2 separate regions of the Sus scrofa genome follow, and region 2 is linked to region 1. Evidence: chromatin contacts called from public Hi-C data. All regions are on one chromosome and are shown on one strand. The core of a region is the stretch at or near the end of the contact, and the rest is flanking DNA. Distances in the headings are between cores, read along the strand shown.

The links. A called contact is a pair of places that touch in the nucleus more often than the background predicts.
Region 2: a Hi-C map of omental adipose tissue shows a contact between it and region 1, with 1.6 times the contacts expected there. The contact joins the promoter of ZFP36L1 here to the enhancer-like site in region 1. A contact is called at or near these places in 6 of 47 Hi-C or Micro-C datasets (embryonic fibroblasts, epiblast stem cells, fetal skeletal muscle and 2 more) and 2 of 2 datasets of contacts at active chromatin or transcription factors (alveolar macrophages and skeletal muscle).

Annotation. Positions count from the first base shown.
Region 1 is chr7:92,355,169-92,359,490 of Sscrofa11.1, forward strand. No RefSeq gene overlaps it. Among named protein-coding and RNA genes, the nearest start is that of ZFP36L1, 140 kb to the right of the region's middle. Within about 2 kb of position 2,388, at least 7 of the 83 cell types and tissues checked have an H3K27ac peak or open chromatin away from gene starts, as enhancers often do. A contact at or near this core is called in omental adipose tissue, where this site is marked.
Region 2 is chr7:92,493,649-92,497,884 of Sscrofa11.1, forward strand. ZFP36L1 (mRNA decay activator protein ZFP36L1) reads right to left here and starts at 2,216. Exons shown (of 2, transcript XM_013989124.2): 1 at 1,723-2,216. The coding sequence starts at 1,779.

The sequences.
Region 1 (4,322 bases), core at 1,138-3,637:
AACACAGGGACGCAGGAAATGAGACCAACCCTTGGCAGTGCCGGCTTGTGTGGTGTAGAATGTTCAGGGGATGGGAAGAAACCAGGCATGCTTCCCAGAGGAGACAGTGTCTGCTCTGAGCTACACTTTGACACGTGGATGGAACACCTACTTATTCAGGCAAATGGTGAATTCTGAAACTAGAAGGCTTTTCACCCCACCCAGAATTCTACAGAATGAGGACTCAGGGTCACAGAAATGGGGGTGGGGAGAGGACCTGCCTATGAAGAAAAAGTGGCAGCCCTACTACTGCCACCAGACTCCCCACCCCCCCACCCACCCCCCTTAGCAGCAAATAGTGCATTGGGCCTTCAAAGAACAGTTGGTGACTGTGGGGGGTGCAGGGAGGGAATGAGCTGAGTGCAGGTCATAGAGGATGTGCTGCCATTTAGGAAGGGGTGATAGGCAGGCCGGGCTCTCTGCAACCTTAGGGAAAGAGGGGGACATTCCCATAAGGGCCTACAAGGTCTCTGGGCACCCATGGTTTCCCGCCAATGTCCACAGCTTTGAGAGAAGGAAAAGGGAACCAACTTTGGGTTGACCCCAGGCTCCACCCATCTTAGTCCCTGTATTCCTCACAACACGCTGCAGGGCAGGAGACAGACACAGGGATGGGACCAGCGTCTGTTCCCTGCTCACCTACAAAGGTTCCACACCCAAGACCTGAGGGAATGTCCTGAGGTCTCCCAGTCGGACGTGACCCAGAGGAGACTTAAGCCCAGGTCTGCCTGAGCCCAAAGCCCAGGCTCTTTGCACTCCCCCAGGGAAAGCTGCATTCCCCAAAGTTCTCAAATAGTTCCTGGGTGTGTTCCCTGGTCTGTGATCACAGCTGATGGATGGTCAGTGGGGAGGAAGTACGGTGCACAAACATTACTCATGAGGCTAGGTATTCAGATTCAGCAGAGATCCTTGGAAACAATATGGGCCTCCCTTTCACGTGGCGCCTCAGTGGCCTCTGCACCAGCCCATGACTGGGACACCTCGGGGAAGAGAGACTCATGACCTCATGCCCCGCTCTGACCGCCAGCAGTCTGAACCCCAATCTGCCTCTCTTTATGCTTCACCCCCTGGGCATGGGGTTTGCTTTCTGCACAACACGGACAAGTCACCTCGAAGGCCTCCCTCTGGTTTCACCCTCCCTTTTATTTGCCTCACCTTTTCTTTCACACATTCCCCATGCGATGGGGTTTTGGGTGCCCTCCCCTATCTGCATGCCTCTTCCCAAATGTAGCCCAAATTTCTTCATGCTTCTCCTTTAAAAGTGACACCCACTGTGGCCTTCCAGATGGGACGGACCAGGAAAGAGTCTAGCAGAATGACCTCCCTGTCCTCAACACCTTTCTTCAGTTAATGTCACGTGAAATCATACCAGTTTTCTTGGTAATCATGCAGGTTGACTCATGTCAAGTTTATCATCAACACAAACCCCCAAGTCTTTCACATCCCCCCATCCGAGATGTGTATAATTCCAATGTTTTGGCCCCAAGGTTCTGGATGGACTTTTAACTCTATTATATGGCATCAGGTTACATTCAGCCAGGATTCAACCAAACTGTTGGGATTTGGGAAGATTGCAATTCTGTCATCCAAGGTATAAGGTACTCCTGGCCTGGAGTAAGTCTGACCTTTTCTGGTGGAACTGTTGAAATGCTAGGAATCTAGGAGAGCTCTGGGACACTGATGGGACCATTTGTTCAGGGTGACATTCATCTATTGGTCAATGTTTTAGGATCAGTCACCCAGGACATCCCCAGCTGCTCCATTTATACTGTCTTCCAGCCCTCGTTGTCCTCAAGAGTGCCTCAAGGAGCCTGCTCTGCTCGATGCCATGAGCTCCCAACTTCAGAATCCCATGCACGCCCACCCAAAAGGGCAACTGATAGATCATCTTTTTCTTGGGGACTCCATGCTGAGTTGGGATGGCCAGCATTTTCTTTCCTAAGTCTTTAGAAGACATCCCTTTACCTGTAGAAGAAGAGATGATCCCTGAACTCCAGAGCAGGAGCTGCTCTCAGACAGCCAGACTGGTTAACGCATTGTGCTGGGCACGTCTATTTACTCCTCCAGAACTTCTTTCTGTCCTTCTCCCCCCAGGAGGCTGACTTTGAGGATGACTTCACTGGGCACCCTTGCCTTCTGGCTTCAGTTGGGCTCAGCCAATTGGAGGCACCAAGAGAGAGGAGGGTGGAGCAAGGGTGGGGTCTGTATTCCCCTGGTTTCTCTCTACCAGCCCTGTGTCTTTCTAATGTCCTCTACCCGAGGCCATAGCTCCTGTTGAGTGGCTCTCTCCTAAGGCACTTTCCCTCATGCCTCTCTCCCTCTGTCCACTCCAGCTTTCACTCCTGCTAGGCCTGGAGGACTTCACCAAGCCTTGCTAGTTTACTTTAACCCTCCTCATAATCTCTAAGTCCTCCCATTTCTACACTCTCCTGGCTTACCCCATTGGAATTTGCCATCTCTCTCCTGCCAGGATGGTGATGGATGCATTCAGGTTCTGAATCATGTTGCCTTAGAAAAACCATGCTCAGGTCTGTGGGGGGAGGTGTGGGTGTTGGTGAGAGCACATGGTGGTTAAGGGTACCGAATTTGTAGTCTAACTGACTGAGGTTGACTTCGACTTCCAGCATTTTTGACTTCTGTGGCTATTTAACTTCATTAGCTTCTGCTTTGTCTTCTGTAAAATGAGAGTAGTATCCCTCCTCCCAACCTTATCGCAAGGACGTTGGTGAGATCATATTTATAAAACATGGACTTTTGCATCAAATTATAATGCATCTCTTATTATTGAGAGTTGTCCCGGATTATGATTAAAAGGAAAATCCATCCACTGAGGGTGTTGCTTTGGCACGAGGATCAGCTAGCAATATGCTGCAAGGTTTTACTAGTTACAGCGACCGAGGTATTTGGACCTCAGTAATCTGCCCACACACTACAGGAGAAAGAAAACGTAAGTGTTATGGTCGTTGTTATTTTTGTAGCTGGAGAAGCTGTCAATTCTATTACTTATTTTCAAGAAAAATTTTAGCTAAGGATATTCTAAGAAGCTGTTTTTTACATTCTATCTGAACCCCTTTCCTAGCCCTTTTTGGCACAATATTAAAGTCCACAACCACAAGCACGATTCCTACATGTTTAGGCTACAGAAACATGGTGCCCTTTCACCTGCCCTTGCAGAGCTCCCCCCACCCCATCCTCCTCCAAATGATGTTCTTACCAAATAAGACTTAGAGGAGAGTCTCTTAACTCTGTCCAAAGCTAAACCCAAAAGAGGTCAAAGGTTCCCTGGTCAGTCACATTTCACCCAACTATTTTTAGCTGGCTTAGGACGAAACAAGTTTCCCCAAAGATCTGGGCCTTGTGAAAGTTGGACATTCTGCCAAGGTGGAGGATACAGCTCTACCCGTTGGATGAGAAAGAACAATTCCTCCCTTCATTGCCCCGGATATCTATTTGCTGCCAAGGAATCTTCCCACCTGCTCTGTCTTGCTTGCATTTGATCACATTGGGTTGGTCTGCTTATCTGCTGTTCCAACCCCAGCCTTTACTACTGAGCCGTTGCTATGGAACCGTCAATGTGTCGGTTCATCCTATGGATCGTCTCCCGCCATGTTATCTTCCAGCTCCTGTGCTAGAGCTTGGCAGGTCTGGATATCTATCTGAATGGAACGCATGACAAAATGTCATGGATTCTCAACCTGGACACACTTCTTTTCCCTGGTCTCTCTCTCCTGAGAGCCCCAAGGTCTGCCATGCTCCTCTGTCCTTTCAGCCCCTTCCTCCCACTACTCAACACGGATGCATCAAGGGCAACATCTTCCTGCCCGAGACATCTGCCCTTCCACATACTCCATGTGACTTCCACCCTCTGACCTCTGTTGCTGGAATCCCTTAGAGTTAGAAAACAGAGATGTTTCCATGACTTTTAAGGTTTGGATTGGCAAAGCAGCAAGGGGAAGGGAGTGAGGGACCGAGCTTCCTGACCCTCCAGAGTGCTGCTAAGAGCAATGCCATGGGAAGGTGACCTCCCACAGGCCTGGGAGCCACCCCAGTGGGTGACACCATTGAAGACTTGAGGTCAGCTCTTCTGTTCCCCACTCCTCAGGCAGGATACTGGGCAGATGGAAACTGAGTTTTAAGTTAAAGGATGTGGATAGAGCTCCATTCAGTGATTTATGGTCTAGGCCAAGGTTTTCAAAACTGTATAAAGACTATTCCTGGACGAGTTCCTTATTAGTCATATGTGTGAAATGGAACATCGCTTTGTCAAAATATACCCCCCCACT
Region 2 (4,236 bases), core at 966-3,465, 140 kb after region 1:
CTGCTCACCCCACCCCCTCCACTGGGAAGATGCCTTTGCAGTTAGTCTCCTGGCTGCAAGAGCAGGCTTGGATAAGAGCACCAGCGTTTAATCTTTAACGCAAAGCTGCAGGTGGGAAGGAAAAGGAAAGCCCCAAATCCCCCCACCCGCCTCCCAGTCAATAATGGATTGGGGGGGTGGCCCGCAGAGGCACCACAGGCAGGTTTCTGTTCCAATGGGACCCTATTCACCTGCCCAAACTGTTCCCAAGATTTGGAAAGGGTGCTAGCAGGGGGTTTGGGAGTTGGCTCCCAGTCCATGTGGGTGTCATTGTGCAAATTCTAAAGTTGGTCCCTTAGGATCAGCTGCGGGGGATCGGGAATCTGTAACAGCAACCACCCCACGGAGCGGATTACAGGAACCAAGTTGAGAGCCTGTTCCCAACAATGAGGTTCATTTAAAAAGTCCTGCGGGGGGGGGGAGGGGGCGAGAGAAAGAAATAGATCAAAGAGCAGGAGAGCCGGGAAGAGAAGGGAGAAGTGCCGCGGCCGCCAAGGCAACTTAAGTTTGGGAAAGTGCAGGGAGGGAAGGCAGCTGAAATTCAAACTTTTTTGATGTTGCTCTTCAGCTCCAGGGCGTCCCTGCACCCCAACCCTGCAGCCCGGGGGCCCTGGCAGCTGCGCCGACTGGAGAAGCAAGCTGGGAAAAGAGAGCAACATGACCCGACGTGTTTAAAAGAAAGCAAAACACTTTAGCAATTAAAAGTAGCCTAGCAGCTTCCCTCTTTCAAATTGTGGAGGAGGCGAAAAAAATTTAAGTCATGGGCTTTTGTTGTGTACACTTAAGCCGCACTCCTGGAACACTCGGGATTTAAAACTTGCCTTTTTCCACACCGGCTGGCAAGCTACACGGCTTAAGGAGGCCCCTATTATATCCTTCCTCGCGGAGACCCTTGAACTCAAACAGGAGTTTCGTTGTCGGTACCCCCCCGCCCAATTCCCTCTACATCTACGAGTCGCGGTCCCTTGGGAAAAAAAAGGTGAGCGAGTCCCACGTTCGCCCAAAGTCTGCAGGAGATCGGCTATCACAGGAGGAAGCCTGGCCGAACTGTGGCGAGCTGAAGTCCCACTGCAAACTCGTTTTGCAACATCCTTTGAATCACAACTCTTGGCCTTTTTCTCGCAGATCCCCAGCCTCTCCAGAACAGAAGGGGACACATCCCAGCAAAACACTGTCCTGAGATTTACCTCTCCACCGGACCCCCACTTCCCGAGCCGCAGTCCGGCAATGTGGCTGGAGAGACTCGAACCCCCTCCCGGCAGCGGTGTCGCCCGGCAGCGGCGACACCCTGAGCGCTCACAGGGAAACCGAGCCCACTACCGAAACCGGGCTCAAAAGCAGCACGTTATGGACGAATGAATCACCGAAAAAAAGAAAAAAAAAAAAAACTGCCCCGGTCAATGCCCCGCGTCCCCCGGGCAGCCCCACGTAAACTTCGCCCCTCAAAACTCTGGACTCCAGATTCCCATGTAATCCCCGCCAGGAGCTGCTGAAATTCAAAGGATGGGAAGGAAAGCGCCAAATTCCTTCAAACTGGGGGGCGAAATGGGGCGGAAAAAACAACTACCTCGCCTCTCCTCGCTTTTTCCCAGTCTTCCCAGACCTAAACTTTGGGGGGTTCTTTTGGCAGACAAGAGAAAAAAGAAAAAGGCTTAGAAAAGTAAATGCTCCGCCCCACTTTACCTTGCATAAAACTTCGCTCAAGTCGAAGATGGTGGCAGACACAAGGGTGGTAGTCATCCTGGGCGCTCGCACGGGGCAGGGACGAGGATCTGGTTTGTTGTGAAGGTCCCGGTGCGGGGAAGGCTCTCCGGTCTGGAGTCCCACACGCCTGCTCCCGGCGCCCCTCGCCTTTCTGACTCTCCCCGGCTGCGGCGCGCGAAGCCCAATTTATATAAGTTTCAGATTTGGTGGGCCGGAGAAGAGGGAGGAGCTTTAAACTTATTTAAATGAGGAAGAGGAGGAAAAAAAGTTGATTGACACTGAAGTTGAATCAGCCATGCGGTCAAACTCGGGGGAAAAAAAAAAAGAAAGAAACTTTCAAAAGGAAGAAGGGGGAGGGGAGACGAGGAAAGAAGGCAAAGAAGAAAAAAAAAAAAACCCACTGCGAGCTGCGCACAACTTTTTTTCTTAAAGAGGAAAAGTTTCGACTCCGCTCGCTTGGCTACCCCTCGCTGCAGGCGCCCCTCTCTGGGGCGGTGCGCCGCGCGGGGGGAGGAGGGGAGCCCCCCCCTTTGTCAGCCTGCGAGCGCGGCTCTGTGACATCACTCATTCCACCCTCTTCGGGGTTCTTGTTGTTGTGTTGTTGTTTTTTTGTCGGGCAGGAAGGCGGGCTCGACTTTCTCTTTTTGCAAGCTGGAGCAGAAGCCCGTCCTTAGCGCCCGGGCTGCGGTTTCCATCTTGAGCAGATCTCCCTTGAAACTTCTCCAAGTACCCGCATAACTTACTCTTTCCCCGAGTTTTCTTTCGCACTCGGCTCCCCTCCGCAAACCCCACGGGGAGAGGAGATTGAAAATAAGAAGCTCACAAAGCGTTCAAGTTTAGGGTTTTGTTTTTTTTCAGGGGCGGGGATGGGGGTTGAGAGAGGAGGATTAGGAGACTTTTTTCCCCCCAGGAGGCCCTGGCCTGGCGGGGACGAGCACAGAGCGATTTAGCCCGCCGCACGCGTCTACACCCGCGATCGCTTTGCAGCGGACACCCTCCGAGAGTGGACTGGAGGGGTGGGGGGGGCGGGTTGTTAGCGAAAAGACCACGGCCCTGGCGGATTGTTTTAACAGGCTTGGGAGTGTATTTATTTCACACATCGATCTTTAAACGTTTTTGTAAAGAAAACCCGAATCCTCATGAGCGCCTCTTCTCCTCCTCGGAGGGAAAAAAAAAACCCACCCAGCAAGGCACAACTTTCCCCGCGCACTCTGAACCACGGGCCGCGCCGAAACTACCCCTACCAACACACATGCGCGCGCACACACACACACACGCACACACACACACACATACACCTAAACCACTGAACAAGGAAAAAAAAGTTGCTTTGGTAAAATAAAGGTAAAGAGATGGAGGAAGGCGACACTTTTAACTTATTGTTGCTTCTCCCCCGCCCCCAGGGGAACGGAACATATGGCTTGTCACAGTGAGCTGTTTTGGCGGGATGGGAGGAGGGGGGATATGGGATCCTCGAAACCGAAATGCCCCAATTGATTATTATGCTTTTGAAAACTGGGAAGTATATATTTATTTACTGTTAAGTTCAGATGCCCCTTCACCCACCCAAATAAAAAGTTGTCAACGTGTGCCCCACTGCCCACGGGTTGCTGGCGAGAAGACCGTGATGGAAATCTTGGGGCCGCATTTCTTTCCTATTTCCCCGCGTGCCCGGACGCCTCCTTGGCCCTCGCACGTTTCTTCCCAGCACTCGAGGCGGCCGGGTCTGTTATGAAACCCTGTGCGCTGAGTGGCTAAGAGCGGGTTCCATTGCGATGTAATTAGGTCACCCCATTATGAGCACGTTTCTTTGGAAAGGACGGGGCGGGCGGAGTAGAGCGCCTGAGTCGCACTCTCACACCACCACCAACACACACACACACACACACACACACATTTTTACTGCATTTCTTATTTATTCGTCAGCCTCTGAGCAAACCCGGAAACCTTCCAAATCACAACTGTTTTAGAAACCTGTCGTTTTTCATCTTTGCGAAACACAAAACTTTTGCTGCAGCCACAAACCTACGTGATCCTCAGTCCGCCCTTTTATTTGTCCCCTCTGACTTAAATTGATGGCTCCCCATTTTTAACCCGGCTGCTGCCCCAACTTTTTCTGTCCAGCCGCTTGTTGCTTCCCTCCCGCTGCTCCCATTTTTCAGCTTTTCTTGAAATCTGGCAAGCGCCAGAAGGGGAAATAACTTCCATCCACCTTAATTTAAATCATTCAAATGTAGGTTTCTTTCTTAAAGGGCTGTTTGCTCACTCTCTTCCCGGCTCGGAGGAGTTGGGGCGGGGGGAGCGGTTTCGTGCAGTTTCTTAGCGATGAGGTAATGAGTTCCAGATTTCAGGACAGAATAGGGTGCGCGTTAAAACCACAATGTTAGTCTGCGTCCTGATGTGAAGCTATTTCGGTTTTTGATTCCCCCACTCCCCCAGCAAAAAAAAAAAAAAAAGTCCGTTGGTCTTTAAGTCTGGAGTGTTCCCGAAGCT